Linked DNA regions of Mus musculus: regions 1, 2 and 3 are each linked to region 4. Evidence: chromatin contacts called from public HiCAR-type and promoter capture Hi-C data. All regions are on one chromosome and are shown on one strand. The core of a region is the stretch at or near the end of the contact, and the rest is flanking DNA. Distances in the headings are between cores, read along the strand shown.

Region 1 (6,748 bases), core at 4,181-6,680, 410 kb after region 4:
TTTTTCTGTCTCAACTATAGCTTACATTACTTACTAACACAATGCAACTCAACTTTAAAGACTATTCCTTCCAGAATATAGTCACATGTCCCAACTACTACTTAGAATAACATTCTACCCACAAGATAGCCATGAACCCCAACTACTACACAGAACAAAGTTCCTTCTATAATATAGCCATATCTTCCAACTACTACCAAGAATAATGTCCCTTCTATAATAAAGCCATATGTCCCAACTACTACCTAATCAAAATCATAATGTTACTTCCATAATACAGTCAAATGTTTCACGTACAACACAATGAAGATTTACTGAACATTTCTCAGGAGCTGTGTTCCATGGGAACCATCAAGGTCTTCTAGAAGCTTACTACATTGTCTAAGGAGAGAAACTGCATATTGCTACACATCTGCACACAAACAATCTTTGCACGCCACTGTTCTTTAGTTGCCCTTTTCGTGTTTTGTGAAGCCGTTGTTAACATATTCACATACAGTCAACGTTGTTAATTCAGATCACGGTTATGCACCAGTGAAATGTCTGTCATAGGACGTATGAAGCAGCATGAAACACATGAATTTACACTCTGGACAGGAAGATTAAACATTACATAAACAGCACCATGGGTAGAAAACTAAAAATCGTCAAGTTAAAACGAGCAGAGTATGGAAAATCTATCTCAACACTACACTTAGATACTGTACCTGGATTGGGGCTCATTTTATGGACATACATCAGCGCCATCAGAGAACACAGTGACACGTCTTGTTTGTTTTTAATGGCCTCAAACTCCCGAAGGGCTTCTTGCGCTTTACCTGGAAATCAAGATTGGGGTTTGAATAAAAAAAAAAGTATTCTTAGTCCAAAGCAAGGATTCAGAGACTATGGAAGACATCGGCTGATGAGCACATACCCTCCATCAGTGTGCCGTAGGCGTGGTAAAATCGGAAGACTGGGTCGCTGCTATACTTCTTCATCCCTTCACTGGCAACAAGGAGCACGTGGTGATAATAGCGCTCTTGACAATAGTAGTTAATCAGCGTCTGCAAGGAAATGGTGGCTAATGGTTAACAGGCAGGTTAATCGTCAGAAGTAGACACCAATCTTGGATAATCCAGAACTTCATACATTTTCTTCTCTGCTCTTCAAAATGCCATTAACAATGGACACTCAATAGTAAGGATGAAATTGAAGGCCAAGGAATTACTGACAAATCAGTGCTTTGCTTTCTCAGGGTAATTTCCTCCCCCTACCCCATTTAATTAGTTTTTTTTCAACAATACTGGAGTCAGACTATGTTTATATTTTACTTCCTTTGGCTACAACTTTTTGAAGAGTTTAGAAAAAAAAGAAAACAAAAAAAAATGTGTACCAAAAAAAAAAATGAAGAGGCTAGGGTTAGTTAGTTGTTCTTGGTGTTTGCTATATTTATTTGGTTTGGTTTTGTCATCTTGACACAAACTAGAGTCATCTGGGAAGAGGGAGCCTCAGTTGACAAAATCCTTACCTCAGATTAGCCTGAAGGCAAGGCTGTGGGGCATTTTCTTTACTAATGAATGATGTGGAAGGCTCCAGACCATTCTGGGCACTCCTGAGCAGGTAGTCATGAAAAATATACACATGTGTACATATGTGTGTGTGTATGCATATGTGCGTGTGTGTATGTATGTATATATATCTGAGTTAGCCATGAAAAGCAAACAGTAAGCGGCCAGCAGTGTTCCTCCACTGTGGTATGCTGAATGAGAATAACTACCTGAGGGTCACATATTTGAATGCTTGATCTCTAGTCAGTGAAACTGATTTGGAAGGATTAGAAGGTTTGGCGGTGTTAGAGGAGGTGTGTCTATGGAGGCACCTTGCCTCGGTCTTTGTCTCTGTCTCTCTGTCTCTATCTTTCAGTTTCTCACTATCTCTGTCCCGACCTCCTTCCCTAGGGATTAGGATGTAAGCTCTTAGCTACTGTCATGCTCATGACCATGACGGTCTTGAACTCTAACCCTCTGAAAATGCAAGCAAGCCTCCAATAAACTCTTCTACAACTTGCGTTGGTCATGGTGTCTGCACCCAGCAATAGAAAATTAACTAAGACTGCTTCAGTTCCTATCTCCAGAATGATTCCTTGATTTCTTGCCCTAATAAAACACAATGACCAAAGCAACTTAGGAAGGATAGGGTTCACTTCATCTCAGTTTGTAGTGCGGAGAAAGTCAGAGGGCCATAGAGGAGTGTGGTTTATTAGCTTGCTCAACCCGCTTTCTTATATCACAGAGAATCACCAGCCCAGGACAGCACCATCTACAGTGAGAAGGGCCCTCCCACATCAATCAAGAAAATCCCTTGGATATTTGACTACAGGCAATCAATTGGAGGCATTTTTTCAACTGAACTTTCTTATTCTCAGAGGACCCTGGGTGTGTCGAGTTGTCATAGCCAGGACATGGGATAACTTGGGTCTACTTTTCTTGAAAATGCATCTAAGGTTTAGCTGCTGACTACTCAAAAAGGGAAGGCCCAACTCTCGACATCACTGTAACTGCCGGGCTCCCTTACTTCATAGACAGAGATGCCCTTGTCTGACTGTGTCAGGACCACATGAGTAAGAAACAGAAGGACATAGGTGCATGCAGACAGCTCTTTTACAGTCTGGATTCTGTAGGGATACCCCTCACCTTTACTAGATCACAGTCATGCAACGTTCTCTGAACTTCTGCTCTGCTCCCTCTTGTGGCTTCTGCTTCACACCCCTTCTCCACCTCATTTCTGGAGAGAGTGGCCCATATTCCATATCCTAGACAACCGCAACCTACCTCAGCAAATCACAGTTGGTTTTCCCCCAACTTCCGCAATCTCCAGGATCAAAATGAACTAACGTTATTTATTTATTATCTATTTATTTAGGCCACAATACTATCCTCCTTGACTTCTGTACTGTGTGAAAAATGATTCACAGACTACAGCTCTGAAAGGCAGACATGGATTTAAAGGTGCAAAGACATGGCCTCAAGTCTTCACCTGTGTGACACCTTTGCTCATAGAGAAGCGACAGTTATTAAAGCAGACCTAGCAGTGGTTGTGAGGACTAATTGATAATGCTGTGAAGGTCCTTGTCTGAAAACCTAGGAGTAAGTTACGCCAAAACTCTGCGGCCTGTCCAACACCTCTCTCCTCAGCTCCGTACCTGTACTTTGCCACCTGCTGTTTAAACCATCAAACCAACCGTGATGCTCCCCACCCCCTTCTCATTTACCCAGTCCTGCCAATCAAAGCCGTCTTTAAGTGCATCCCTTTCCATGGATTTCATATTGCTCCCCACACCTGTTGGTATGCTTGTGGTTCGAGATAGACGATTTAGTCCAACAATCTTCCTTTTGATTTCTGAGGTGGGATCTCCTAATGTAGCTCAGGCTGGCTCAAACCTGCTCTCCTCCTGACTCTTTCGCCAGAGTGCCAGGAGTAGGCTTGTATCCCCATGCTCAGCGGTCTAGCAAACACTTTTGGACTGTCTACTTTCTAGTATTAGGTACTGTGTAAGATACTGAGAAGAGAGTATAACCTATCCTGTTCTACACTGTACTCTGAATCTATCAATAAGATGCTGAGAAAAGTTAACAAGAGTGTTTACTGCCATGGAAAAATCTTGAACATTCAGGTAAACTGTAATCTGAACACCCGCTGGGACACAATGCTATAATGAATGTGGGGTGGGCACTACTTCGCTTTGGGGAATACAGAATACTGTACTCAGCTTGGTAACTGTGGGTGACCAGGGAACCCACTCCTGCAGAGGATGCTAGAGCCGATTCTTCAATTATAAACACATTACTCCATCTCCTCCACATATAACACCGTATTTCTCTTGGAATATTTCTGAGAAAGGCCCAGGGCTGTAAAACGCAGAGGAAGAGCAATATGGAGATAAGAGTGTGGTACCTGGGTTGGGTGTGGTGATGGGCGGGGCTAAAAGCCAGCCCTTATTCTACAATAGGGTAGGAAACCAGAGTGATAGGTCCAAAGGGAAGGTAGGTCCAAGATATGTCTGGCTTTCTTCCCACTTGGTTTTGTATGGGTAGTGAGCTAAAAATAGTTGGAGAAGAAGGGCCAGGGAAAACCTTTCATAGACAAACGTTAGAGCTCATGAAGATGTACTGGCATATGAGGATGCTCCTTCATTTAGGTACATCCACAGCTGCTTACCAACGTCACTGCAGATGGACAGAGATACTAAAGTAGGTACCATCTGGCATTTTGTAGACGGTGCTTGCCACTCCTTGTTCAAGAACCTTGTTCTAGATAGAATATTGCACTGATCAAACTGGAAAGGGAAGAAGCCAAGGTCAGCAGCCTCAGTTTTAGGACACGACTCGCTCCTGTGCTAAGTGATGAGAAGTTTAATAATGGTTTTATCACTAAAGTGGTTTTAGTGCAGAACTCATTTGGATAAAATGAGGGATAAAACATGTAAAAGAGTTGGAGGAAAAACTTGAAAAGGTAATGTAGAAATTCATTAAAAAAAAAAAAAAAAAGCCAAACCTTTCGGTCTTCCCTAACTGTCAGCACCCACTGTCCTCTGAATATAATCAGTAGTTCTCATGACATTCATGTGTTTAATAGCTTGTGGGGTCAGCCCTCATAAATCAAGTGAAAGTTGCAAGACTAAGCACCTTTACTGCAGTATTGCAAGTACTTAGAAAATAGTGCAAAACACACAGAAGGCAGTCAACCAATGCTTGCTAAATGTACTAAGAACTTTTTCCAGTGTTGGATTTTTGAATGAGTAAATCTCATGTCCAGGAGTCTGTTCAGCTAGCTCCAACTTCCGGGAGTCACCCAAGAAAAAGCGCTCCACAAATACTGAACAGGTCCCAAAGTGGACAGAGGGGAGGGGAGGGGATGCGAGGGGAGGGGAGGGGAATGATCGCGAAAGGCTTCCAAACCTTGTCCTTGTTTTTCACCATTTCTGAAATATATGCTGAGTGCAACTATGGGAAGACCATTTTCATAATCTATAATACTCCTCCTTTTAAAGGACTTTCGTTAACCGCTTGCAAAGGTGAGTGCCGGGTAGAGGACATTAGCTCGCTAAGTCCCTAGAAATCACACTTGGAGACTAAGCAGGCTTTCCCAGGAGAAGTCCAAAGCCAACATAAGCAGGAGGCTGGGGGCTGGCCGTTAACCGCAAGGCAGTGGTTGAGCCCTCGGGATCATCCCGGCGGGGGGCGCAGCATCTCCGCCAAGGCCGCAGGCTCTCACCATCAGCTGCCCGAGCCACCCTGTACCTCGCAGTCCACTCGCCCTGCCCACGCCCCGCGCCGCCCGCTCACCTTCAGCCCCTGGGAGTCCATGGCCGCCGGCTACCCGGAGGGTGCCCACCGCTGCCCGCCGCAGGGTTAGGGGTTCAGACCCACTTCCCGGGCCCTCAAACCCTAAGGGACGCGGCGTGCAGCACGAGGGGCGTGGCCCGATCTCCATTGGTTGTCGGCGTGAGGGGGCGGAGCTTAGTTGTAGGACTAGGAAGGAGGGGGCCACCGGAGCAGGCGAGGAGGGAACCCCGAGGGAGGACCGCGAGGGCGACTGGGGCTGGAATCCGCTGAGCATTGAGTGCTGCCGAGTTGTGGGGCTAGAGGAGGGAGGTCCAGCCTGGAAACGGCGCGAGGAGGAGGGATTGGGTGGAGCAAGAGATATGAGATTAAAGAATAAAGATGATGAAGCAGCAAATAGGAGGGAGAGCCATGCCGCTTTTCATCCCTGCAAACAAAGGCCGACTCCATTTTCTCAGCATTTTTTGTGGAAGCCGATTTGCGCAATGCGGCTTAGTACTTGACCAGGGAAAATGATTTACCTGACACGTGTAGTAATCGTGTCTGGGCCACAAGGTGGCGCAGAAAAATCACAGTTCGGCAAAAACCTTGAAGCCTGGCTTGGGCTTGTTCTAAATCTTTTCAGGCGCTGCTGTAATTTTGCTATTCGAGTGCTTATTAAACTGCTCCGCCAGATTTCCACCCCCAAAGTCTTATTTAAAAATATGTGGTTACCTCTTTTAGATTTCTATTTCTTAAGTGTTTGCTGTAGTTTGGATCTAAACTGTCCCTCAAAGACACACGTGCTGAATGTTCCCCAGCCCGTGTGCTGTTGGGAGTGGTGGAACCTTTGATAGATGAGGCCAAATGAAAGGACTTTAGAAGATTCTCACGTGACCTTGAAGAAGACATTGGGACCATGGACTTGCTGTTTGCTTTTCTTTTTGCTTTTCTGTTTGCTTCCTGGCAGCCTTCCTTAGAAGATCTTCACCAGTGTATTTATCATGAGATCCAGCAAGCTGACTGAGAGGGGCATCTAGACACACTAATTTGTTTCTGCTTGTATTCTTTAAAGGACTGCAGGCAGCTGTGGCCGTTATACTGATGTTTTAGTGGGCCTCCTGCCTGCTCTTAGGACTCTTCCTTCAATCGGGTTGCTTTCTCCATCCTCCGTATGAGATCTTTTACCTTGTCTTACTGTATTTTGGTCCTGTTTGGCTGTCATCTCTTAGAAGCCTACTTCTTTCTGAAGAGGAGAGGGAGGGGGAATGGATCTAAAGGAATGGAGAAGCGGATGTGGTGAAAAGCTAGGAAGAGTGGGGTGGGGGAACTGTGGTTGGGATGAGAGAAGAATCCATTTCAATTAAAAAAAAACAGGCAGAATGATGTAGACAGTTCTAGAATTCTATCTTATCAAGAAGAGAGGTACTTAAGGTCATGACAAA
Region 2 (6,862 bases), core at 2,532-5,031, 280 kb after region 4:
AAAGGTATATACCAATACTCTCGGCCTTGATCTAATTTACTGATTTATTTCAATATATTTGTATATATTTATAATGTACAGATGTCTTGTCTGCATGTATGTGTGCACCACATGTGTGCAGGCCCAGAGAGGCCAGAAGAGAATGTCAGATCTCCTGTAACTGGATTAAGTCTGTTGTGAGCAGCCATGTGGGTGCTAGGAACTGAAGGTTTTTCTGGAAGAGCAGCCTGTGATCTTCTCTGTCAAGTCATAAATCAGCACTTTAATCTAAATTCTAAATCTAGTATTTTATGGAAATGATTCCTGTAATTTATCTCTTCTACCTGTTTCATAATAAGTCAAAATATTAACAGAATATATATATATATATATTTATAAAATATATTTATATAAGTATACATAAACACACACACACATATATATATACATACACACACACACATATATACATATATACATACATACACACAAATACACATGCATACATACATACATATGAAATTGGGCTATGCATTCCCTACAAATTTTTTTTTCATAATTTCCAACAGAACTAGAACTCAGCCATAAATTTTGAACAAAATTAGCACTGAGGTGTATGTGTGTGTGTGTGACAATTATTTTTCTGTCTCAAACTTTGACTTGATAATTGTTACCATCAATATGCCCTCACAAAAGCATTTCTAGTTTTTTCCCTGTCCATAAATATACTACAGCATAAGAACCCATTTAAAGTACAATAATACAGAATGAGATTTTGTGTAGCCCTGATGTATTAATCTGGTGTCGATATCCTAGAGCCTCCACCAAATGCTTAAGTAGGAGTGCAATATGATTTTATAAAATTTTTATTTGTGTGTGTGACAGTAAGCTTTTAGAACAATGAGCCTTAAAACCATGTGTATTCACAAGAGAGTACCATTTTAGCATTACAGGTACCAGCCATTAGCGGACATGAAATCAATTTGTATAGGAAGGCAAATTAAAAAAAAAAAAAGAGCATCCATATTCTAAGGTTAGATAGATATTGCTTCTGAAAATCACACACACACACAGTCACTAACAATATTGTTTTGTGAAACTCATTTCATTTATACACATACATACTCACCAGCATGTATTGGGTTGAAACAGAATATTTCAAATTAGAGGATTGTGGGTTTAAAAAAATGTTTTTACAGCACTGGTCTTAAGGAAGTGTACTTGAAACCAAATGTCTAGATTATTTCAAGTGGATAGGAGACATTGGGTCTATGCCTTATAAAATATGGTTGAAGCCAATATAATAAAAGATCAGAACTGACTAATGTCATCCAAACTGGCTCGAAAAAAAAACAACTGTGTCTCAGAAATACCAAAAAGGGATTAAAAATCTCAGTCCATATGGCACCGCCAATATACACGTGAAACCTCAGCCAGGGGAAAGCAAGTCTGCCCGAGTCTACTCAGAGCAAGGTGGAAATGGGAGGAGAGGAGAGCTGGCCCCAGAACAATGGACTCTCCTATAATTACAAAGCCCTTACAAACTCCGTGAAAGAAGAAGATAGGCATCTTATGATAAGTGGGCAGGAGAGTGGTGAGATAGTACGATCTGGGAGCCCGCAGTCAAGCCACCAGAATAATGCTATCTCTAGCACCTGCAGGGTGCACTACAGTTAGAACACCCTTCTGGGCTTCAGCTATTCAATCAGGATGGACTGACTGGATGGCCAAGGCAGGAAGGGGAGTCCAAGAATGTTAGCACTCGAAGATACTCTACGGTTCTTAAGTCTTCATGATGGTGCTATAGAAAAACACTCCCCACCCACCCCCAATCCCATCCTTTACAGATAGAAACCAATGTCCCTTTGTTATTACAACTAACAGGAACATATTACTTTTGCCCCCTTCATGGTCTGATAATGCTTGCCCAGTAGTTAGAGAGTCAAAATTTAGGGGGTACTATCTGCTCAATGTTCAAATAGCACTTAGCACGTCAGTTTCTCAGGATGGAGACATGACTAAGAAGGTGGGTGAGGCTCTTGAAAACCCTTGGTTGAATTAACAATTATGTGTTGTTATAGTGTGTGGGGGGGTGGGGGTGGGGTTCTTTCTTCTTTTTAAAAAATTTTAATTACACCTCATTAAGAAACATGTAATGGCTAAGTATTTTACAATCTAAATATATATTTAGAAATATTTTTTTAAAAAATATATAGAAAGAAAGCATGTACAACCTAAATATATGTTTTTAAAACTTGGTAAAGGCAGAACTAAACACACCTAGAGAGTGGAACTTATTAATAAAATTTTCTATGAAAAAAAAATGTTGGTTAAAACAGTGTATAAGAAATGCTTGGTATGAATACACTGCCCAGAATGTTTCAACTAACATGCATGTTAGGTTTCAGTTGATGTTAAAGGTTAAAAAGAAATAATTATAGGGTGTGGTTTTGAACTCATATGTCTAAGTAACAAACTCAAAGTTAGATGATAAAAGTGGAATTTCTCACAACCAGAAACTCTCAAATTCAAATGTAACTTTCTGAATTTTTACAAAAGTATTTGAGTTCAGATGTACCTTAGGTAGTGTAACTTCAATATCAAGCCATAACTTAGAAACATTTTCTTAAAAAGAAAAAAAAATCAGAAAGGGGAGGAAGGTAACTTGATGGAGTTCCCAAAACAGAAGGAAGGAATTAAGTATTAAGTCTATGCTAAGAGTAGTTTCAACCTTAATTCATAGGCTTTCGAAAATCCTAATTAGGTAGACAGGAATTTGGGCTTGGCACTTCCAGGTTCAGACGTGGCAGGATGCTGAAACAAAGTTGGTTTTTTTTTTTTTTTTTTTTTTTTTGAACCTTTGAGTCATATGCCACAGGCACACCAGATCCGAGATACATTGGTCCTTAAGTCAACAGGTCCTCTAAGAGGAGGCAGCTGGTGAACCACAGTTCCATTTCCTCCTGCCACAAAGACCTGGACTCTGCCACCTTCAACCGGAAAGTGGGCGCAGCTCTGGCTCGGGGAGGGCACCCGGAAAAGTGCAGTGCGCGGGATGCCCAGGTCCCGACCACCGAGCGCCTTCCAAACCAGTCGGCAAGCTTCGTGATGGCTCTGGCTGCCGCCGTTTTCCAATCTAGGACTGTCTGGGCTTAGCGGGGAAAGTTGCCCGGCACAACCACAGCCCTCCCCGTAGCGGGTTTGGCCCACTCGGTACCCGGGAGTGGGCAGGCAACCTGCTAGCCCAAGTTGGCAAGCCTTGAGCAGCGCCTCCGCCAGAGACCCGCCCTCCCGAGGACTATCAGGGGGCCCAGGGGTACCAGGGGGACTTTCTGCCCCGGTGAGGCTCTGGGGCTGCCGAGGGGACCCGGCGACAGGAGTGATCGGTATCCCCGCCGGCCTCTCCCGAGGGGGAGCAACTGAAACCCGCTCTCGAGACCGCGTCCAACCGGCCGCGGGCAGCTCCGGGGCCGTCCCGCACGCTGTCCCCTTGCTGGGACTGCGGGAGCCCGGTCGGCTGGACGCCGGCTTACCTGGCAGGTGGGCAGGGCAGGCGGCGGGAAGCGGCGGCCGGCCGGGGCTCTGTCCGCGGGGGTCCAGAGCCAAGTGCAGGTGGCGACGCCGGCGACTCGGGTGGCCGTGGCTCTCGTGGCCGCTCGGCTCAACTCCTCCTCCGCCGCCGCTTCCTGCCTTCCCGCCGGGCCTCCCGCGTTGCCAAGCGAGGCCACGCCGAGGCTCCTCTTCCTCTGCGAGTCTCCCAGGTGAGCTCCCGCCGGCGACGTCGGCAGGGGCGAGGCCGGATCCCGCGCCTGCGCGCCAGCCCCGCGCCCCGCCCCGGTCCTACCTGAGCGCTCCAGGTGAGCCGCGGGCCGGCCGGGCGCGCGCCAAGCAAACTCCTCCGCCGCCCGCGCGCTGCCCGCCCGCCAGCCCTCCGCAGTGCCGAGCCTGCGCTGCCCCGCGCCGCGGCCACCTGGTACCCAGAGCCCACTGGCAGGGACGCTGAGAAATCTGAGCCGCACTTCCCCCTACCCCTAACCCCACGCGGTTCCTCTTCCTCTCCGGGTGGTCCAAACCCAGGGGTGCGGCGTTCCCCGGGACCCCTGGGAGACCGTGCTGCTTTCCTCCCGAGGCTCAGCAGCTTTGTCACCAGTTAGGTTGGTGAGCTTCCTTCCCCTGTAGCCTTGATTTCATCACTCCTCTCACTTGAGCGCAGCGAGTGGTTTCCGTTTCTGGCCGCCGGCGCTAGGGTAGGGAAGCCTCAGGTCCCAAGGAGGCGACTCCCTTTTTCAAAGTAGAGCTTCTGGTATTTTGGTCAAGTTTCAGTTGATTTGGGGTCCACCGTCACCCCTTCCTGGGTTGCTATCTATTGCAAGACCAACCAATCAATATCCACAGGAGAGGGATAGCAGCGCCCTCGGGGAGAACCCCTCTGCCAGGGTTTGGGCAGAGTTTGTGGTTTCCTGGAAAGGAATTGTTTTCACTGAAGAGTAGATTAAAAGCCAACATCTGTTCTGCAAGGTGAGAACCTACACTCTTAAACATGTTAGGCTTTGCCAGTGTGTTTGAGACACTTACACCGTGCCCCCCCACCCCTTCCACTATGCCTTCTGTTCTGGAGACGTTGACACTCAAAACCAGGACTTCAAATTGCTTTTACACATTTCTATGAACTTTTTATTTGACTATTCTCAAAAGTATTCAGGGAAGTGGAAAAACAGCTAAAGACTCTGGGCGACCTGTTTGATTCCGCAGTGATGAGTTTTCCTATAAAGAATGATGGAAGCCTTCCTCCCACATTTTGACACTCACGGTGTTTATTTCCTAACTTATGAGTTTTATATGTGAACTGGAACTAAGTTTTAAAATCTTAGTACATTATCAACAGGTGTTAGTTTTACTTGGCTTATGTGCAACATTTGTTGTAGTATAGTTTCACTTCATATAGCTTCATATAGTTCGGCAACTTAGGTAACTTTTTTTTTTCTTTTGCTTATTTCCAATTGTTTTGTAGGCATCCAGGAACTTTTGTATGACATTTTAGCATTATCATTTAAAAGTTCCTTCTTCCTCTTTCCCCTGAAAATAAAGATTTAAGAGGCACGTGTATATTGTGTATATTACCATAATAACTATCTACTGTGTATCTGTGGGCCGAAAACTAAAAACATTAATTTCCAAAACTCATTTTAATTTTTTGGTTCTGCAACGTCTTTTTGCTGCTTGTGTTTAAATGGAGAGAGATTAGTGCTCATCTTTGGGGGGATTTGGAGGAAATGTTAAGTGTATAAACCACAACATCCCTCTTCCCTTCCTGTGCACTGCCCACCCTAAAGGATGCGTGGAGCCGAAGATGGTCAGTTCTTACTCCTCACCGGGAGGCTAACAGTGACGGTTTCCACTGACAGGAGCAGGGTCAGAACAGGACGGCAGTATAGGATCGCAGGTGGAGGTGCACTGATGACTAGTCATAGCAGAAAACAACTGGGAAGGGCAGCTAGGGAAGGCTTACCAAAAGAGAATGAGAGAAAATAGGCCCCAAGTTGCAAGATGAGTGGCCAGAAAAGATAAGAAAGGTGTTTCGAGGTTATAGAAAAAATTCACTGCTCGGCTTATGATGACAGAGATGGCAGCCAAGCCCTCAGTGTTTCTGAATTAGCATATTTGTTCCACTTCATACGGTATCTGAACTGTTATTTCACATCATTCTGAAAGCAAGGTCTTAAAAATTAATTAAAAGTGTTTCTGCTTCATATTAAATTTAAAATGCTACAGGCCAAGAGAAACTATTATTGTACTGAAATGTTTAATATCCTAAGTCTAGTCAGATATAAGAATCTTGGAAGTACCATTCTACTCAAATTACGAAATGAATCATTTATTTCACAGGAGTGAAATTAACATCTCCTCACAAAGTGGAAATTCAGGAGGCTTGGTGCATGCATGTGTCTCTGAGACAAGCCTGTTTAATAGTACATATTTGGAAAAGTTAGGCAACAGGGCAGACTTCACACAGGAAAGAACTGCCACAAACACCTCTTCTCTCCCCAACACATACATGTATGTTCGAACACTAGTTTGTGACTAGTTAGAAGCTGCTAAGTTATGTAGACTTTAGATCCTCACTGGTTAATCATTTCGGTTAATGTCTAAACAAGCACCAAGATCATCCCCTGATATGTGGTAGCTTCTCGGGAAATATGTGCGAACTGAATAAGTCTGTCAAGTGCCATGAGATGGAACAAAACAAGCCATCAATAACACCCCAGTGTGTAAGGAAGGCATCCTGACCACAACATAGATGCTAAGAGTGACTGGCTTCAGATCATATAGAGAAATAATCTAAGGAAGAAAAAAATAGTGGGTTGGTAATCTAAAGGATATGGTTTGAAAAGCAACCAACTCTCAGAGGCCTTTCTTTTATCAGACACGATGTAAAGCGCCTTCCCTCCCAAGGGACACATCCCTTTCTTAAGAGTATCATGTGAGTCCATACAAAATTCTTTTACAGTCAAATTCATTTAAGTGGCATACGGTGGAGAATCATCATGGAAAAAATATATAATGAACAGGAAGAAATAATTGAAACAACTTACATAAAATTAAATTAGTAAAAAATGAATTCTAAAAGTATTATATAGTTTAATAAGTAAAATTGGGAACTTATGGCCAATATTCTGTATTTTTGTTCAGCTCATGAATTGTTTAATTGCTGATGCATCAGGCCTCATTCACGGCAGTGTGAAACATGTGCCTTGGCTTAGACTTTAGATCAGTTTTCCCTCATGGAATCCTCCTTCTGAGCTCAAAGTCTAACTGGGAGTTTTGGCTCAAAGGCCAAACAGACTGAAATAATGTCTACTAAAAGGAATAAAAGATTGGAAAT
Region 3 (7,182 bases), core at 1,182-3,681, 330 kb after region 4:
TCTTGTGCTCTCTGCTCAGAAACTAATGATAGAGCATAGATTATAAATGATTTTAAGAGTTGGACATAAGTATTTTTACAATGTGAGTCTCCAGCTGACCCCTTTCATTTTGTACTTTTAGTGCTGTTTGAAAAGGCAGTGGATCTCGTCACGATCTCTCAGCCGTTGATGTGGGTTTTACTGGTCCGTAGCTTTCCCCGTCTTCTCCTATATGCTTCAACAGGGTGTTTCTGCCACCCACTGAAGTCCAATTCTCAGTTGTTGAGGAAATAGCAGAAGGTTTCATTATTTTATTTTATTTTATTTTATTTTATTTTATTTTATTTTATTTTATTTTTAGTTCGTGTGGATAAGAGGGAACAGAGCAGGCTCCTCCCAGATGCTGATTTCTAGTCAGCATGTTGCTTGCGTCCCCTGGTTGGACATATTTCAGCCATCCTGTGCCTACGGAGAAAAACACCTCTACTGGCTTGGGTCGCTATGGTAACCGATGCTCAGCAGGCAGTTGCTGTTTCATTTAACATTACTGGCTTTAAGAACTTGAGGGGGAAAGTGTGCTTTCATATTAAAGAAAGGGGAAGCTGAGTAGTTTAATTAATGTATCTCAATCCAATGTTAGGAAAGAGGTCACTTGTGCCGTTTGACCATGTTGCACCTAGGTCTATTTTATGTACGTATCAGATCTCAAGCATCAAAGGATGGGGTCTTTCTCTCATCATGGGTAAAGTGCACAGAGTGGGCAGGAGAAGAGAAACAGGGGTTATGCTGGACCCTTTGCAAAGGATTTTTCACTTTATAAAGCCATCTCAGCTTGAGAGTATACAGAAGAATTGCTTTCTCTTCTCTCACCCACAAAGGAGGCCTGAGAGATGGGTTGCTAGGCAACCTCACACTGAAGTCTGGGGCACTTTGAAATTAACATAGCTGACCTCCCCATCATCTCTGCTGCTATGCTATTCAAAACCATTTTTATGAGTCTGCAGGACTCAAGAAAGCAGATATAAAATGTAAATACAAAATAAAGAATAGGGGAAATAAATCCTTTGCAAGGAAAGACCAAGATTCACTCAATGAGTTAGGCAGCAGTCTGAAAGGATCGGTGGAAGGGAAAGTAGTGTTGGCTGCTATGAGTCAGAAATTCATAGTTTTAATAATATAGGAAGAAAACATTTCCCTCCGAGTTCTTTTGTAGATATTTATAGCTGCCATGTAGAGCATCACAGCAGAATCTGAAAATACTTAGGGTCCATGGGAAGATAAATCAGTTTCTAATAACGCCGTTTCTCTACGCAATTTTTAACAAAAGTGCTCAACTCTCATTCTTCACCCCATGGTGCTTTGCTTAAAGCTGCAGAGTCTCCTGTTCAACTTTCTGTCACTACATCGTTAGTATGACAGTGCTGGCATGGGAAAAGATGGAATTCATTTTGCAAGGAGAGAAACACAAGGAGGCGGCAAAGCTGCTCTATGGAGCACAGCATATACTCTTACCAGCAAGAAATTTCTTCAGTGTGACTTTTTAAATGCTTTGTGCTACTAGGATATGGTTATGGGGGCATTTTAAAGTAGATTTGCATTTACCAGGACTGAAAATCAAAGTTGGTAGTGTGGTGTGTGTGTGTGTGTGTGTGTGTGTGTGTGTGTATACGTAGGCAGGGAGGACTGTAACAAATGGGATTCAGTGGGTTTGTTTGTTATGGTTATTTGGGTAAGGCAATTCTGAACTTTAGATGGATTCATGAGAAATCAATGTGTTGCGATTGGGATTTCAGTGTGAAGCCTCGTGTAAATGATTCGGGAGGAAAGAGCTCTGTGAATGAGTTGGAATTGATGTGAGTTCAGTGATTCCTAAAACATGCATGTATACATGCAAAGTACACCTGCTTGACCCATGTCTGTGTGTTCATGCATGAACACATGCTTACTAACTGCAGAAACGACACAGTACTACACTCTGGGCTCAAAAAATAGATTTTTTTTTAAATCGAAATTTCAATGATTCTTACATTTATTTGTTTTATATGTCTCTGTGTATATGAGTTTTTCTATGAGTGTGTGGAAAACAGAGGACTTGTGGGATCATCTTGTGGGGTGGGTGGGTGGGCAGGGTAATTAGATATTGAATCTCCTCATGCTGGAAAGTAAGGGAACCCCCCCGCCCCCGCAACACACACACACACACACACACACACACACACACACACACACACTCCTCTCCTCTGTAATTCTTGTATCAAAGTATCTTCTGTACTTTGTGATTTTGGTCCTGGTGGGAAGTGAACAGAAGTTTTCATTCATCAGTTACCAGTTTTCACATATTGAATCAGTTGATTTCGACGTCTGGCTTTGACACTCCTGCAGTTCGGTATTTTGGCTCGTCAGTTTTCTTGAAAGCAGATAAGCCGAGTGAGCCTTTCAGTGTTCGCGATGAATCTGAGTGTGATGCTGCCTGTTACGCCATAGCACCGGGTCTTGAGGCAAAGTGTTCTCCCAGGCTCTTACATCACTTCCCACATTAAAAATACAACTAGGCTGCCTTGGGCAGAAACGGAAGTAGTAATTACTTTCTCAAAATATCCCTGCTTTCTTAAAAACAGTTTAAGATTGCCAAAATTTCTTTTCTTTCTTTCTTTCTTTCTTTCTTTCTTTCTTTCTTTCTTTCTTTCTTTCTTTCTTTCTTTTTTTTTTTTTTTTTTGCTTTTAAGACGATAAAAATAACACTATGTGAAAATTGATTGACTTAAAGACTGCCTTCCCTCCTGAGGCCGTCCCCTCGGAAGGAGGCTCTCAGCAATCCTCTGGTTACTCAGCTTTTCTCATTTATGGGCTCAGATTACATTCACAGGCACTGTGCCAGATGCGCTGATGCGCGAGCACGGGAAGGCAGATCGTAGCTTGAAGCATTTCTCTAAAAGAACATCTGGTTCTGAATAAAAGCATTAGGAGGTAGGTAGCACATTTTTGCTCCTAAGATTTATGTGTGATTTATTACGTCACAGTGCCACACCCTGCCACTCCCCAGCTCAAGTCAGGAGGGCCCGACTTCCAGCAACCACAACCAGGAACAAAGAAATACATGAAGAATTCCTCAAGTCTGAGCCAAGACGCCATGTTTCTGTAGGATAAGACGCCATGTTTCTGTAGGATAAGACGCCATGTTTCTGTAGGATAAGACGCCATGTTTCTGTAGGATAAGGGGCTGCCCTTGGTCAAAGATTATTTCATACAGCGGAAGCCCATTAACGCGAGGGTTCCTCCAGCCACCTTTGTATGTGCCGGCCAGCACCTTCTGAAGTTCTGTGTCCCCCCCCCCCCCCCCCCGTTTCCTTTACAGGAACTGTACACTCACCCCTCACTCATTCTTCTAAAGTTCCAGGGCCCTGGTTTTCCTCCTTATATTTCCCCATCTGTTATTTCCTGTGCCTTCATTTTTTTCTGACTTTCCCCCATTAACATTTCAATATATAAAATACATCTATCTTAAAAAGTAATCAGGCAAATAAAAACTTCTACCCTGTCTTTCCTCTGTCCTCACATCTAAATATATTCCTATTATGCCTCCTCACCTTCCATTCTTTAGGGTGTCACTAATCTTCAAGGAAGGTTTATCCAAACCTGAAAGGGGGAGGGGGCCCCCCTCCTCCTCCAAGGAGCCGGTGACATGTAAGACTGTTTATACCCAGTGTTGTGACCTTGAATGCCATTAGTGATTTCCACCATTCCAATCCATTTAATGTGGGAAGATCGTCATTAAAACCCCATTACTACTCAAAAGCCCAACATGCAGGCAAGTGGCCAGCTCACAGGTCTGTCTGTCCTCCTAAAGCTGTGTTCTGGGCCCCTTAGGGTGATGTGTTCGTTGTGTTCCCTTATTCAGTTGTTTTTACACTCATACTCATTTTCTGGAAGTCTCTTTTCTCTCTTCCAATTCTGGATCTCTGGCAATCACAGGGGATTAGAATATATTTTCTAGGAACAATTAGAAAAGTTTAAGAATTGAGGGTCAGCTTTTTGCCCCCTGACTCATCTTCACCAAGAAAAGATCTTTAAACAGTGAAAAGGAAGTTTGCAAAGGTTTCCCTCTAAATTTTAATTAACTTTTAAATTTAATTTTAAATGCCCTATTCTTAGTATAAAATGTTTATTATAGTTGTTAACTTTCATCATGGCAAAGAAAAAAATTATAATTCAGGTAACAATTGGGTAATATACATTCAGTTTTGTGTGTACGTGGTGACTGTTATATATGGGTCTATATTTTTTGGCAAATATACAACCTTAATAATTATATTTTTCCAGCTTTAAAAATTTTGACAATTAAGTATCTTTGGAAAACATTTACTGAGTTTGACAATAGTTAACTGCATAGCAATCCATCATCAGGTAGATGTGACGATAGCTGGCCATTTTATTGTTTTCATGCGGACAGTTCAGCTCAGTAACACCAGAAGCAGGCAGGAAGGAGCAGTACTACCCCTCACTTCGATCCCAGAGGATTCACAGTGGTGCTTCTTGAAACAGGACAGCTGATCGGGGACAGACTCTCATTTGTCCTGCATGGTCTCAACCAGAAGTGCATGAGTGCAGCAGTTTCCTTCCCATGCAATTTTATAAAGAGTTCTGATAAGTTATTCTCTGCTGGTGAAATGAGTCAATTCAAGCCAGATTAGATTATATAAAGTTGGATTCATTGGGAGGCTGCTGTCCAGTCAGTTCATTGGACCCAAGGAAGCCAGAGAAGTCTCTATGGGGAGGGAGACAGAGGGTAGAAAGAATGTGCACATGCACATGCAGGGAGGGAGAACATGCAGAGACAGAGAGAAGGGAGGAGGACTATAACGTCTGGACCATACAGGGAGGAGCTTCTAGGGGGAGGGAAAGCCCACCCACTGGGCTAGAAAATTCGTGGTAGAAGGCTAGATATGCCAGACATAACAGGTGGGGATGCTGGGAGAATCTGGAGGTCAGGTCCACTTTGGTATGTTAAATATGCACCTCAGCCCCTTGGCCCATGTGTGAAACCCAACAATCTCACCCAGCACCAAGAGAGCCACGCGACCTCCAGTCCTAAAGTAGGACGGCTCGCCTCAGATCCTGAATCCACCCGAGGAGTCCCCTCTGCTTGAAGTCTGCTCCAGAGTTCAACCTTGGTTGCTCCACCAAGCCTACAGGAAGCCCTCCCTTAGGTTTGCACTGGCTTGCAGAAGACACTTATATCCTCCAGGGTTCCCCCACCTCTCACACAAGATTTGTTAAAGTTGAAGCAGGTTAAACTTCCAATCACTTCCTTTTCCCCATGGAGGGCATTAATCCAGATCTAGACTCCATGAGAGCTTCTTCAACCAGGTTCTCTGACTCCTCCATCCAGAAGGCAGGCGTGACCTTCCAGCGCGTGCAAGGCGGTTGTGGAAGCTGCGGTGTGGGGTTGCAACTACCTGTCTAGGCTCCAGACTTCCTATATTTCTGATTAAGGTATACATCACAAAAATCAACTCTCAGACAAGAAAAATATTCTGGGACTGTCAACGTTGTAGAGTTTAGATAGAGTGGACGGAGCCAGGATGTAGAATAGCTACGTTAAACTGAGCGTGGACATGACAATGGCTTCTCTACATTGATAACAAAATTACTCAATGAAAGGAACAAGCCACCTGGGTACGGTAAACCTGAGAGCCCACCCTCAGGGATGTGCTCCCTCCAGCGAGGCTGGACCTAAAGGCTTCCTAATGTTCCCAAACAGCACTACCAACTGGGGACAAAGTGCTGAAATACACAAGCCTATAATGGGGGCAGTTCTCACTCAATTCACCATGTGCACATGTTCATTCTTTGTTATGGAAGGAACAGACAGGCTTTGGAAGTTGGGGGTGGTGGAGAATATCTAATTATCTCACCACTGAGGGAAGAATAATTGGGTCTCTCTTAGCAGTTGTTAATGGCCTATAGCTCTTCACCTAGGGATTGGACAGTTTGGAATCTTTACAATAGGAATAATACGTTTTCCTAGGCTTGTGATGAACAAATGCTGTACGATATGTAAAAGTATTTTTATTAGCTACTAAATAGTTCCTAAATGTTATTATCTGAGTTTTATGAAATGCTATAAATGCAATTTTGGTAATGAATGATTAGAATTTTATAGCATATAATTGGAAATAAAAGGACACTAAAACCATGGAGATACGATCCCCAAGGCAATCTGTTTGAAAGAAAAACAAATTATTAAAAATATTTTATTTCAAGTAAAAATAAAACTGAAGACTACTGTATTTTGAAAGAACTTCAGATGTACATAAGACACCCGAGAAGAATGCTAAGGACCAAGGTTGATAAAATTAGGGTAATTTCGTATAAAAAAGCAGAAGCCACCCATCAAAGAGTACTATTTGCCGGGGCGCCTGCCCTCTACCCACCCCCATCTCCGTAAGTCTCTGATGACCGAAAGCAATTTTCACCCTTCTTCACCAGACCACTGTCTGGGACACATTAAGCTCACTCTTGTGGCTTCTGGTTAATATTGCTATAAGGGTTTACCTATTTAAACTGGTTTCAGAGTATGACCATTTCTTAAGATCACACTTGCTTTGAGGGTAGGAAGCATGAACATAACAAAGAGAGGCAAACATTGAGTTTTAAATTTTCCAGGGAAGATTTTTCTAATAAATGTCATTTCCTTCAACATTATTAAACAACACTGCAGACTGCCCTGTGTCTTTTGAGTTCTGAAAAAATATAAACCAGATATTCACAAAAATCTTTATTAAAATATACATTTAAAATATGTATTCATTTTTCATAAATTACATGAGATTATATCACAAACTATAATAGAAAATTAACAGATGACAGTAGACTTTAAATAGAATTGTTGGAAAATCTAATACTCTTCAGAAAAGATATATCACCCAGACTTTAACAAAAATATCCTCTGTAGAAACGAGTTAAGCTTTATCACAGAACTACCATTGTGCCTAATGGAAGGGAGAAAGATGAGCTCTCACCCAGCCACTCCACCAAGGATGCCACAGACCAGTGTTGTCCACGGACAGCAGCAGCCTCTGCTGGAGAAGGCAGGACACACTTCTGTCACACTGTCAGCTGGAGCCTGTGTCAACTGCAAAGACTGTGAAAGCTGAGGGACCACTGTCATCTCTTGCCCAACACTTCAGTAAAAATCATTTT
Region 4 (7,396 bases), core at 1,616-4,115:
ATTCCTCAAAGTTTCAGTAAACATGATCTCAAGGAAAAAAAACCTCACAAATAAAACCTACTTTAAATAGTCGTCTAACCAAAGTAAAATCGGTCCATTTTTTTCCATACCTAAAGCTTGCATGGCTTGATAGACACTGTTCAACACTCATTAATGAAAGCAATAGCTCTCTCTTCACAGGAATACACGAGATGGTATATTTCAGAGCCAAATATGAGAACCCATGACCTAGGAAGACAGATCTAGGTTCAACCAAATACTATGTTCTAATTCACAGCAAATTTACATGCTTTTTTTTTTTAAGTAGAAACAGAACAGAGAAGACTATAAAATAATATACTTTTCAAATACATCAGTGAACACAGCCAAGTTGGCGAGTTACAGCAAAGAGGGGGGAAATCAGTGATTCTCAGCTTTCTTTTTTTTTTAAATATTTATTTATTATTATAAGTAAGTACACTGTAGCTGTCTTCAGATGCACCAGAAGAGGGTGTCAGATCTTATTACAGATGGTTGTGAGCCACCATGTGGTTGCTAGGATTTGAACTCAGGACCTTCACAAGAGCAGTCAGTGCTCTTAACCACTGAGCCATCTCTCCAGCCCCCGATTCTCAGCTTTCTTAATGCTGCAACACCTTAGTGTAGTTCCTCATGTTGTGGTGTCCCCCAACAGTAAGTGATTTCATTGCTCCTTCATAACTGCAATTTTGCCTCTGTTATGAATTATAAGTAAATATCTAGTATGCAGGATATCTGATGTGTGACCCCTGTGGGGGTCTGGGTCCACAGGTTGAGAGCCATTGTTTTAGCTGCTATTTATCAGCAGTGTTGGCCCTTTGGACGGTCGAAATAAGAGGTCTGCTAATCCGGTCCAAAAGATTTACCCGATGTTTACAGAAGATGCCGTGTTATGCATAAAGAAGGGCAATAAACGGTATTGAAGGGGATAAAGATGCTCTGAGATAACTTGGCTCTGAACTTGCAACATTCCAACCATTCTGCATGTCTGATGCTCTCCCCAGTCAGTTCGCCTTTGCAGACACAGCTTCTTTACAAGAATTCTATTCATACATGTGTACACTGACCTAATATCCAGCCCCAGAGCAATTCTTCGTAAAATCTGCTCCATGTTAAGTCTCCAGTCACTTTTCTTTGTCTTCTGTACCATTATCTCTAGACTATCCAAGGTGTGTCCTTGGACCAGGTACCTCCATACATAAAGAAATCTCCCTGTTTGCCTCCTCTTCTTCCCCTTGGTTTAATTCCCATAAAGCCATTGACCTATGAAACTGCAGAACCAGACCCATAGATATATCTATATGTGGACATGGGTGAGGGACAAGAAGGACACTGGGTGAGGGAAAAGTCGTTGGGAATGTAGCTCAGTGCTCAAGAGATTGTAGCTCCTCTACAGGGTTAGAGTTCATTTCCCATCAACCACCTCAGGCAGCTCACAACGTATACGTCCAACTCTAGATTCCTCCTAGAGCCTACACACACACACACACACACACACACACACACACACACACACCACAAATAAAAAGAAAACAACCATCAATTCATGTCTTCTCAAGGAAGCTTTCTTAGAATATCTCATCAAATGACTGCAATCAGCAGCGAGTTTTACATTTTATATTAAGTGTGTGTGTGTGTGTGTGTGTGTGTGTGTGTGTATGTGTGTTCCCATGCCATGGCACTGGTGTAGATATCTGAGTTCAGTTTTCAAGAAGTCATTGTCTCTTTCTAATACATGGAGCCCGGGGATTAAACTCAGGTTGTCAGGTTTGGGAGCAAGAGCCTTTGCCCACTGAATTCTCTCCCTGATTCAATTAGTAGCGTTTTTAAATACAAAGAATACTGGTTTGCTTTATTAGGGTCTGTTGTTGTTCATTCGTTTAATTAGCTTTCTTGGCTACTTGTGATATCACTGGCCTTTAATCCCAGCACTTAGGAGGCAGAGGCAGGCAGGTCTCTTTTATGTTTGAGGCCAGCCTAGGTAGTTCACTTAGTGAGTTCCAGGCTAGCCACAGCAGCTTAGTGAGACCTCTCTTAAAGCAATTCCTCCCCCCCTCCCCAAAGCTGCATATGAATTTGCTTTGCTGCCTTAAATAAATCTAATCTGATGTTTTCCTCAATTGTTCTTTGATTCATGCTATGCCTTTCAGTTCAGAAGTGAAATGATTTTGCCCAGGGTTATTAGAGCAAAATTAGAGTCCAATTAGCCATTTTGGGGCTTTGCAACCAAGTGGCCGATGCCTCTTTAATCTTTAACAAGCTCCAGTATTCACAAATTAATGCCGCTATCTAAGGAATCGGAAGTTGTACAAACCACACAACTCCAAATTATTTGAATATTCTTCTACTCTGTTTGAAAAATGTGTATTCTGCTGATCTGGCCCCAGAACTATGAATAGAAACACTGCCAAGCAGAGGTTGTCATGTCACCAGTAAGAGATGTCATGCTTGATTCATTTCCCTTGGATCCTTTGAAAAGGCAATATTGATGGTCAGTCTCTTTCTCTGCCTATAACTCAAAACGTGCAATGAGGACGTGTATATGTTTTTTCTACTAAAGGGAAAAAATCAGTAGGGTGAGGGGAAACAGGCGATTTACCTAGGCTTTCCTCGGTGCTTGCTTTGACTTATGGTGGGCAAGGCATAGATTAACCCTGATTTCCTACATCCAAAACAAGACTTTTGACTCCAGCTGGCTGTTGTTTGAAATATTTTTCTTCTCTGTTCTGTCTCTCCATTTTTCATTTTTTTTCCCCACTGCCTTCCTCCCTCTGCTGCAGGGATTTGTCCTCTAAAAGCTCGAGGTGGGAGGGAGCAAGGACTGAGAGCAGGCAGGCGGCAAGAGCTGGAGGACGCCAGGATCTGGCTTTTGTTATTGGTTGGCTGCGGCCTGATGGATGAAGGGCGGAGTGAGCTCTTCTCAGTGTGTTCTGCTGGAGCCCAAGTACAGAGACCATATTTACAGGTAAGAGAAAAAAAAAGACGAAAAGAAATTTATTTTTCTTTTCTTTCTCTCTTTTCTTCTTTCTTCCTTCCTTTCTTTCTTTTTCCCTTCCTTCCTTCTTTCTTTCTTTCTTTTTTTTTTTTAAAGGGAAATGCTCGGTTCTAGTAGAAGCATCTTAGGGAATGTGGGAATCCTAAAGGCGCTTCCCGAAAAACCTGTCCCTCGAGTGACTACGGGAAGCCTAGATGAGCAGCTCTTGGGTTTGCAAAAACCCTTTTCCGATTTAAATACAAAAGGCACAAAACCCTGAGGAACTTGTCTTTTCCGGATTAGCCATCTAAGCAAACGCACAACGGACGGATAAAATCCTGTGTCTTTGTGTGTTTTTATCAGGCTGTGTTCATGGAAACCAAAGGAGGCATGAGCAAAGCTTGATAGATTCCACAGGTCCTGAGAAAATGGAGCCTTCTCAGAACATACTGGATTCAGTATGGGGGTCTTTATATTTAGGACCCAGCAAGGAGCTTATGATTTTTTTGTTTGTTTGTTTATAGTTTCTTTTAGCCTAGACTTTGAATGAACGATCTATGTGCATGCAAACCCTCTTCGTTCTGTGCATCTGGTGCCGAGTAGCTGCAGCATTTGTCAGCAAATGTGAAGCTTCCATGTGGTGATGAAGTAAAGATCTATCGGTAGCTGTCAACATGCACGGGACGGTTTTCCTTTAAAAGCACGGAAGCCTAATTGAGAAAGACGAGACTTTGCTGTGAAAAGTAGGGTCTGACCGACACGTTTCATTTATGCATCAGATACGTCAAGTTAAGAAATTCCACTACACACTGCTGGCAAAAGCCTCACAGCAGTTATGTGTTAGTACGCCTAAAGTTTTGACTTTACTAGCTGCTTATAATGCCTGGCATTAAGTTTTATTTTCTTTTATGAAAACCAGGAAAGATTTTTTTTTAGCAGTACGGACTAAATGTTATATTTATGGTAATAAAGATGGCAAAAATAATTTTATTCCACAACACTAGCTCCTCTGTAGATTATATTTTATAAGATCATTTAAGTCTGAGAGGAACTCATTACCTTTGAGGTCTTAAAAAATAGTACAGTCATGGACACATTGGCATCCAATTAATACCTGTTGACTGGAGTAAAACACAATCATAATAGTGATGTAAATATTTTGCTGCCTTTGAATGAATTAAAACTTACTAAGAATGACTGTAATTTCTAAGAAAATTTGGTCTTATTTTTGCTTTGATTTTGGAAGATGGGTGGTACAACCCTTTGAATAAGATGGTACAAACACAACAAATTCTTAAGAAATTAAACGGGAAGGAAATACTGCTGGATAGTGGGTAAAGATTACTCAAGTTAATGAATATTTCCTTTGAACTTCCTAAACATACTTAATATCTTTAAACAGATATTAAGATCAGATGTTATGTTGATCTCTCCTATGGTTTGTTTTGAACCATTTCTGGTTTTCAAAAATCATGACATCATGCTACAATTTCTCCCTGTTTTTCACTGTTGATGTTTCTCTTTAAAAGTAATTTTTGGTTTTTCAAACAAAACGATGATTGCAATTAATTCAAGTTTCCCACCCCCATGGAGCCTAAGGTGGTATGCAAATCTAAATAAATATTCAGCTGCTGGAATGTGGCACGGACAATCAATCAATGCAGTGATGTTTTCTTTTAAAAAAAAAAGGAATTATAAATTCTGAACAAAGCTACCTCTAGGAATGAAGGGGGATTGATGAAAATTAGAGAGCAGAGTTCCACATGGTTTTAAATTATTCCGTTGCCTTGGAAACCAGCTGCTGCAGATGCATTTTGCTTTCTTTAGCTAAAAATATCATCCTTTTAATAATCACTAAGGGAAAGGTTTTGAATAAAAGCAGAGCGTATTGTTGTTGCTTCTTATAATTTCCTTAATGGCTCACATATTTTGGATGGAGAGTAGATAAATCCTTTCTCCATCAGCATCTCCTATCAGACACTGGCAGATGTCTGCAAGGCTTATGGAAAAAAGGGAGACAACTGTGGCAGCTCCTACTGCAGTCTGCAGGGGAAAAGCGTGTGTGTGTGTGTGTGTGTGTGTGTGTGTGTGTGTGTGTGTGTGTATGTGTGCACGCGCACACGTGTGCCTGTCTGTGTCTGTTTTGTACTGGAGGGAAAAGATTGAAAACATGATGCAGGCAAGTGGGACCCTTCCAAAGCTCTTCAGTAAGATATGACAAGGTCATTTATTTTTTTCCGGGTGCAGCCGGTTTTCAGATGTAAATATAGGTTTGTAGCTGGTTTTCAGATGTAAATATAGGTTTGTTTGGTCTTTCTCTGCAAAGTGTTGGATTTCATTTTTCTCTCCAGGTTGCAGAAGTTAGCCATGTACTGTATCTGTTGAAAAATGAAAAACTATTTATAATGTTTTGGTAAACTAAAAGAATAAAATAAAATAAATAAAAGAACCTGGAAATGCATGCCTAGACCATGAGTGGTGAGCAGTTAGTTTGGATTGGATACAATGGAATAAGGACCATTTTAACTGAAGGCCCAGACCACATTCGACTAATTCAGTCATTAACTTACCTTGGTAATCAAGCTAATGAATAAAAGACTATCCATTCTAGCAAGCTAAAGAAATTGTTTTAATATTAAGGTAATTCATTCTAAATTTAATACATTTTTTATATGTGCACATATATATTTGAAGTTTTTTTTCTTTGTCTGAAGTAAAGCTTTGTTTTTATATGGCTTTTCTTTATAAGAAAAAAAAAAGCCCATCACAATTTTTATCCTACTTGGCTCTAGGCAAATTCTCAAATTAAAATATTTTCCTTCTGTGTGCTTTGAAGGCAGCACCGTCACCCTGAGCACTTCCTTATCATTTGTTAAGAAGGGGATCCTTGAGTTTTGCTTATTGTTGTGATGCAAATGAGGCTCTCGCTTCTGTTATCTCTCCACTGCTTGCCTAAGCACCTTTGATATGGAATACTTTATTTCCATAAGAGTGATCTTAGCCGGTTAGGCTTAGGGTAAGCAGTGGAGCAGGATCCAGAACTGCGTGCTTAAACCGCGTGCTAAAATACTCACTGTCTAACCAGTACGTCATGTACAGTTCAATTCAGTCAGCGCATGTCTGCTTTCCTTTTCTGGGGGCCCAAGGATAGTGGGGCATATTTAGTCTTTCTCAAATAATGTGAGTAAATCTTCTCAGCATAAATGTTGATGACATTGAAAAGCACACTAACAAGACAGAAAGACCAAGAGCTGGTCATGTGACCCATGCAAACGACCTCATTATCAGGTGCAGTCATAGTATACTTCAAGTTCCTGAAGATTATGTACCAAATACACGTATTTGCAATGTTAAATAACATAGAAATTCAGTTTATTACTTACATCTATAAAGTTTTATGTATCTTTATTTTCTAAAAATGCCCTGCTACCTTTGAAGATGCTTTTGTACAGGCCTCTCAAGCCTCATAAAATACACTAAGGAAAATGAATATTTAATAGCTTCCTCCATAACATAGGTAGGCAACTTTACATCTATAATGGAAATATGCTAGTGTGGTAAATGAACCCCCATTTCTGGAAACGAAGCTCCGGTATTTACAAGAAAGTGTAATAACATCAGGGTAAGAAAGCTTGAGGCAGATTTTGCCAGTCTCACATATGTTACATACGTAAAGTGATCCAGGAAAATAAAAGCTCACATTAACATTTACTACCTGGTGCCATAACTCAAAAATGTTATCGATTAGATGATATTCTTGCTTTCTTCTATATTAGTACCTGCTATTTTGTGTAGGAGTTATGTAGGAAGAAAAAGGAATTCAATACAAAACAATTACTGCTCTTTAGTTATACTTTCACTTATCAAGGAGCAGGGTGTGGGGTTGGTTATCAAGCCAATGGCAGCACTTGGAGAATCCACAAATCTCAGTCACTGGGTAGGACATTGTATTTCTCAGTCAGTTGTTTGGATTTCAACAATGCGCTAAATAGTCAAACTAGACTTAAGAGTTGTTGAATGTACAGATTGTGAAGACATAGGTTCTGTGTAAGATTTCAAACATTTTATTCAAGGTATGATTATCCTGATGGGTATCAGCAATGTATATCAGCACAGATACCGCGGACAGGAGAGGAGCTTTGTGGACAGTAATATCATCACTTCAAATTTAGATAAGATGACATAGGGGCGATGGCTCAGTGGTTAAAGTGTTTCCTGTACAAGGAAGAGGACTGGAGTTTGGAGCTTCAGAACCCATGCTAATATCTGGTGGACACAGCATGTCTTAGTTAGGGTTTTACTACTGTTAACAGACACCATGACCAAGACAAGTCTTTAAAAAAAAGCATTTACTTGGGGCTGGCTTACAGGTTCAGAGGTTCAGTTCTTTATCATCAAGGTAGG

What was found. Promoter capture Hi-C pulls out the DNA fragments that hold promoters and counts their contacts. HiCAR-type assays count read pairs that join an accessible place to other places.
Region 1: a HiCAR-type map of astrocytes shows a contact between it and region 4, with 2.4 times the contacts expected there. The contact joins the promoter of Ttc21b here to the promoter of Csrnp3 in region 4. A contact is called at or near these places in 2 of 39 promoter capture datasets (cranial neural crest and pre-B cells), 6 of 115 datasets of contacts at active chromatin or transcription factors (astrocytes, embryonic basal ganglia, embryonic forebrain and 3 more) and 3 of 9 other capture datasets (embryonic stem cells, liver and macrophages).
Region 2: a contact with region 4 is called in a promoter capture Hi-C map of neural stem cells. The contact joins the promoter of Galnt3 here to the promoter of Csrnp3 in region 4. A contact is called at or near these places in 5 of 39 promoter capture datasets (cranial neural crest, hippocampal neurons, liver and 2 more), 3 of 115 datasets of contacts at active chromatin or transcription factors (astrocytes, embryonic forebrain and embryonic limb bud) and 2 of 9 other capture datasets (adipose tissue and liver).
Region 3: a contact with region 4 is called in a promoter capture Hi-C map of hippocampal neurons, with 4 times the contacts expected there. The contact joins the enhancer-like site here to the promoter of Csrnp3 in region 4. A contact is called at or near these places in 2 of 39 promoter capture datasets (cranial neural crest and hippocampal neurons), 3 of 484 Hi-C or Micro-C datasets (cerebellum, forebrain and nephron progenitors), 8 of 115 datasets of contacts at active chromatin or transcription factors (VIP interneurons, astrocytes, embryonic basal ganglia and 5 more) and 1 of 9 other capture datasets (adipose tissue).

What each region holds. Positions count from the first base shown.
Region 1 is chr2:66,251,187-66,257,934 of GRCm38.p6, forward strand. It overlaps Ttc21b (tetratricopeptide repeat domain 21B), which reads right to left and starts at 5,431. Exons shown (of 29, transcript NM_001047604.2): 1 at 5,328-5,431; 2 at 917-1,046; 3 at 708-818. The coding sequence starts at 5,348.
Region 2 is chr2:66,121,012-66,127,873 of GRCm38.p6, forward strand. It overlaps Galnt3 (polypeptide N-acetylgalactosaminyltransferase 3), which reads right to left and starts at 3,782. Exons shown (of 11, transcript NM_015736.2): 1 at 3,513-3,782.
Region 3 is chr2:66,177,585-66,184,766 of GRCm38.p6, forward strand. It overlaps Ttc21b (tetratricopeptide repeat domain 21B), which reads right to left. Exons shown (of 29, transcript NM_001047604.2): 29 at 6,743-7,182. The coding sequence ends at 7,182. Among named protein-coding and RNA genes, the nearest start is that of Galnt3, 56 kb to the left of the region's middle. Within about 2 kb of position 2,432, at least 53 of the 459 cell types and tissues checked have an H3K27ac peak or open chromatin away from gene starts, as enhancers often do. A contact at or near this core is called in hippocampal neurons and neural tube, where this site is marked.
Region 4 is chr2:65,842,902-65,850,297 of GRCm38.p6, forward strand. It overlaps Csrnp3 (cysteine-serine-rich nuclear protein 3), which reads left to right and starts at 2,866. Exons shown (of 7, transcript NM_153409.5): 1 at 2,866-2,983.